Linked DNA regions of Mus musculus: region 1 is linked to region 2. A link is a contact called in public promoter capture Hi-C data. All regions are on one chromosome and are shown on one strand. Each heading gives the region's core, a stretch centred on a gene start, on an enhancer-like site or on the middle of the called end of the contact. The rest is flanking DNA. Distances are from core to core; before and after follow the strand shown. Region 1 holds the start of Cplane1 (ciliogenesis and planar polarity effector 1). Region 2 holds the start of Tars (threonyl-tRNA synthetase).

Region 1 (2,700 bases), core at 160-2,659, 3.2 Mb after region 2:
TCAAAATGAAAAGAGCTGCCATACCACTGTTTTGGCACGTGAGGTGGGGGGGGGACATTTTTTTCAACTCAGGTTCTTCCCAAATGATTCTGGTTTGTGATAAATGGACATGAAACTAACCAACCAGTGTCAGCGAAGAATCAGAAGCTCAGGTGTTCCAAATGAAGGATGATTTAACCACACAAGGCGGCCAAATGAAGCATTTTATTCTGCATCAAAAAACAAAACAAAAATGCTATATTATTCAATGCCAAGTTTCCTAAATTTGATGACTACTCATGTAAAATAGCATTACCAGAAATATGCATTATTCTGAGTATGACAAGTGAATATAAGACTATTTAATATACGCAATCATCTTCAAATCAAAAGCTATTTCTAGGTAGTTTAATAATTCCTAAATACTATACATATGCACATGTAAAGAGAAAAATAAGGTACAGCAAAACATAAGGAACTGGTTAATCTAAAATACATATTTAATTACATTATGCAACTTTAAATGCAAAATTGATAAAAGGCAACAGGAGAAAACCCAGCACGACTGAGTTAATCATCGTTAGATTCTACTGGTGACAGCAACTTGTTAGTTTTGGTTTTGAGGGATTAATTGTATTATGTTTTTTGTCTAATGAGTCCTTCTAGATGTGAAAGACACTTAAAGATTTATGCAAAGGATTTGTTTGGGAAAAGATAGACATATTTTTTTTTTCAAGTAAAGCATAAAAGATAGAAAGACAGCAAACCCACTTCAAGATTTCAGTACGGTGCGCTACAGAATCACGTACAACCTCCCGTCACTTAGAATTCTAACAATCACCTCTCTCCTGGGATGCAGCAAACACCATTTTCTGACGCATACTGCAAAGCCTCTCAAAACACTGATGCTACTGGATAGACCAAGCACTACACAACAGACACTGCAGATGGAAGAACTGATTTTTAAAAAAAATCCGCTCCATGGCGCAAAAATATATGTATGACAGGAGTAATCTGCCCAGTCTACGGGAACCGGGGAAAGGTACCTTTATTTCAAACAAATCGGAGCATACAATTTCAAGAAAATCGCTGACGTCCCGGGCGGGGTTTGTGCTACGGAGGATGCTAGGAACCCGCGTCCATCCCTCACTGCTCTGCCGTCCGCTGGGGTCTCCTCAGAGGTTTCCTCGTGGCTGTGGCCGCAGAGTCCTGCCCGGAGGTCCCCTGTGGAGGTGTGAGGGGCCACGGCGGGGAGGGGACGCCTGCGACCCAAAGAAGGACCTGGGCGGGACGGCGGGCGGCCGCGAGGAAAACGGAAGTCCCCACAGCTAGCCCGGAGACCCTGGGAGGCGGGGGGCACGGGGACCGAGCCCCTGGGGAAGGTCCCAAGGCCGCCACCTCCCACCGAGGACCGCAGAGGCTGCGAAGCCGCTGAGCCCTGGAGGAGGCCGCGCCCGCCACCCCAGAGCCGTGTCCAGGCGACGCGTGGGCGGGGCCGCCCCACTGCGCATGCTCCATGCCGCTCCGTGGGCGGGCACCTGACGGATCCCCGCCCGCCCCGCCTCCTCGGCGTAGCCAGCTTTGCGCCGGGGTTCTGGGAGAGCGCTGCAAGCCTGCCAGAGTGGGTTACCTCCACCGAGTCTGTCCTGCCCTCCTGCTCTCTCCTCAGCTCGGTAGTCCTTTCTCTCTCCATCCATCCCTGGCTTCCCCTCGTGCAAGACTTTTGAGTTTCCGAGCTCTCCGTGGAGCTTGGCATGAGAATGCCTTAAGAACCAACATTTAGATCTGCGCTGTTAAGAGCAGTTGTTGCCTTTGTGGAGGACCCGATTTCAGAGTCCCAGCACCTACGACATAACCCTGAGTAACTCCAGTTCCAGGGCATCTGACACTCTTTTGTGGCTTCTGTGGGCACCAGCTACAAAGGTGGTGCACATACATACACGTAGGCAAAACACTCATAAAATAACAAGTTAAAAAACAACAACAACGGGCTGGTGAGATGGCTCAGCGGTTAAGAGCACCGACTGCTCTTCCAAAGGTCCTGAGTTCAAATCCCTGCAACCACATGGTAGCTCACAACCATCCATAACAAAAATCTGATGCTCTCTTCTGGAGTGTCTGAAGACAACAGTGCACACACATATAATAGATAAATAAACAAACAAACAAACAAAAACCAACAACAACAACAACAAAAACTTGCCGGGCAGTGGTGGCACGCCTTTAATCCCAGCACTTGGGAGGCAGAGGCAGGCGGATTTCTGAGTTCGAGGCCAGCCTGGTCTACAGAGTGAGTTCCAGGACAGCCAGGGCTACACAGAGAAACCCTGTCTCAAAAAACCAAAAAAAAAAAAAAAAAGTCTCTAGCCAAAACTTCAGCTAAAATTAGACAATAAATCGTGTTGGTCATGGAATTCTTCACATGTCATGAAGGATTTATCACAATTGGTTATCGATCAAATTAACTCATAAAAAGAATACTCGTCTTTTACCTGCTCAAACAAGGAGCAAAAGTTCAACCTTAACTCATCTGTGCACTTTGCACAATCCACACAGGTATCTTACAGTACTAAACTGTTGGTTGTAAGATTCACGTATTGCTGAATGTGCAGCTCTGACAAGGTTCATCCGCATGGACGCTGAAATGAGCTGCTGCTCCAGCCCCCTCCCTTCTGATGCTGTCTCCAGAGACTTGCTTCTAGAGCAGCTTCAGGAATAGCC
Region 2 (2,700 bases), core at 161-2,660:
CCATCCCTCACTTGTCTTCCTGCTGGAGGTGGACTCTATAAGTTCCCTCTCCCTACTGTCGGGCATTTCATCTAAGGTCCCTCCCTTTGATTCCTGGGAGTCTCTTATACCCACAACAAGGTTGGTGATAGTGATACCTTCAACATTTTTTTTCAGGATTGTTTTAGCCATCGTGATTTTGTGGTGTGTGTGTGTGTGTGTGTGTGTGTGTGTGTATCTAAAACTTAACATTCTACGTTCTGTAAAGAATTGTGTTGGAAGTTTGGTGGCAATTGCTTTGACTTTGTAGATTGCCTGTGGTAGAATGGTAGAATGGCCATTTTTACTGTATTTATCTATGAACATGGGGGGATTTTTATGTTTTCTGAAATTTTCTCAATTTCTTTCTTCATTGTCTTAAAGTTTTTCTTGTACAATCTTTCACTTGTCTTGTTTGAGTTACTCCAAGATAGTTCATGTTTTTTGAGGCCGTTGTGAAATGTATTGTTTCCCTGGACAATATGTTCCTTGGAAATGGGAACCTGCTCCTTGAAGAGTCACCCAGGAGGCATTTGTCACATTCAAGTGGATCTCAGCGAGTTCCAGGACAGCCGGGCTATACATACAGTGAGACCCTGTCTCAATTCTACTCGGCTGGTGTGTGTGTGTGTGTGTAGGTTGGTGGTGGTGTGGACATTGGGTGGACATGGTTGCAAACGCCTGTAATCCTCTAATTTGGGTGGCTATTGCAGAAGGCTCCCAGATTAGCCAGATCTAAATTGCAAGTTCGAGGCTATCCCTGGCTGCACAGTGAAGCAAAGAAAAAACACAGAACAACCCAAAAACTGGCAGCTGCTATTAGGATAAGCAGGCCAACTAGAACTTTCTGCTAAGCATTTTGCTTAAGTAGTAAAAATCTAATCTCGAGCTCCCGTGATATCAATGACTTTTGTGTGGAGTTTATTCCTTCAAGTAAAAAGTTAATTTTATCTCTGTGCCGTCTATGGGAAAACTCCGTGAGACACTGAGAAAGCTTTGATCAATGGCGCTTGTCCCTCAAACAGCAAATCGGTCCTATTCTCATGAGGAAGGCTGAGTCATCGCTTCAGATTATCAGCCAACGTTCCAGGTAGAGCGCATCTGAGATAAACCAGAGCGCCAGAGACCATATCCAGCAATTCCGGGAAACTCAGTCCAAGCAGCTCAAGTTCACTACGGTGGCCGCTAAGGCCATGCAAGCTACAGTCAGAAGGGGAAGAGTGCGCTTGCGCGCCTCACTACACAGTCTGGAACTAATGGGATTTCTTGAAGGGTTCGTCATTCTCGGCTATTCTATTGGCCAAGGAAAGGGAGGACCCGCCTCTCCGCGTAGCCCATTGGCCTCGTGTCCAGGTAGGGCGGGGCCAGGAGTCCCGTTGCATCAGCTGGTTAGCTGGTTCCGCCTGTGGCCACGTGGCGCACGCGCAGTGCGGAATTGTAGGTCTACACCGCCGGCTTGGGGTCTTCTCTGCGGTGCAGCTCACGGGTTTTGTCTCTCTGTGGTCCTTCCATGTCGCAGGAGAAGGCTAGCAGCCCTTCGGGGAAGATGGACGGCGAGAAGCCGGTGAGCAGGCGCCGTGGGGTGCAGAGAGCGGATGTGTTCTGGGAGCCGGCACTGCCCGGCGGGGCAGGAGTGGAAAGTAGCAGGGAGCAGTCGGTATTGGGGGCCCTGGGTAATAAGTTAGGAACTCTTGCTGGCAGGGTCTGGGGGGTGGGGGGGCATCTTCATCCTAGAGATCTGTGAATTGAGACTGAGTGGTTTGCTCAGATAGTAAGCATTTGGGGCTTAGACTCCCGCGCTTGTATTTTTTCACTAAAATAAGCGGGAAGAACATTTGAAGAACTTTTTAAAATCCTAAACTGCGTGGAGCAAAAAGCTCTAGTTAGGAAGGAAAAGCCAGTCCCCGCGATCAGATCCAGTTTGCCCAAGATTGGGTGCTAAATAAGGCTGGATGCCCCCATTGACAGACTGTTTTGAAATTAAAGCCTCTGTCTGCCAGGTGCTGGAAGCGACCTAAATAACTTCACACACATCCCCTTTAAACTTTGCTTTGGGCTGTCACCCACTGGTTAGGAACAGCATTTGTACACTGGCGTGTTTTCTGCCCCACCCCTCTTTTACAGCCAACTGTGCCTGTGTCCCCTGTGTATTTATTTGCCCTGGCACTTAGTCAGGCAGTCCAGGTGGCTACACAAGTTAAGATCGATTCCTGACTTTGGGGGCTCCCCAAATGTGCAGGACTGGAAAATCGTACTTCTCTGATTAGCTTGGTTGAGTTATAGAGAAGCACAGTCAGACTGTTTTATTGGGTTTGGAAAAATGAGGTCAGGTAAATCAGGCAGGGCAGGGCTGTCCAGGTTCAGGGGATGAATTGTGCCCCGGCTGTACAGGGAGAGACGGGAGGGAAGTGCAGCGATTGAGGCTATCAGTATTCTCTACGTGCAGGAGTTTTGTAGGGAGGTGCTATGTATGTATTGTATTGTCAAAAAGTGACATGGCATGGGGGTTTAAGGAACATTGGAAAGGGGTGAGGCCATATGACAGATTGTCTAGGTAACCATTGCTGACGGTTGCTAGGGTCTTCATCAAGAGGAGTTTCCATCCTGATAGGGCAAATCACTAAAATGCTTGTGTATGCGCTTTAAGCTACAGATTTAAGGCGATGAATGACAGGTATACAT

What was found. Promoter capture Hi-C pulls out the DNA fragments that hold promoters and counts their contacts.
Region 1: a promoter capture Hi-C map of pre-B cells shows a contact between it and region 2, with 3 times the contacts expected there. The contact joins the promoter of Cplane1 here to the promoter of Tars in region 2. A contact is called at or near these places in 1 of 39 promoter capture datasets (pre-B cells) and 1 of 484 Hi-C or Micro-C datasets (CD4 T cells).

The regions. Positions count from the first base shown.
Region 1 is chr15:8,167,815-8,170,514 of GRCm38.p6, reverse strand. It overlaps Cplane1 (ciliogenesis and planar polarity effector 1), which reads right to left and starts at 1,409. Exons shown (of 53, transcript NM_001162906.1): 1 at 1,026-1,409; 2 at 121-209.
Region 2 is chr15:11,398,368-11,401,067 of GRCm38.p6, reverse strand. It overlaps Tars (threonyl-tRNA synthetase), which reads left to right and starts at 1,410. Exons shown (of 19, transcript NM_033074.3): 1 at 1,410-1,582. The coding sequence starts at 1,529.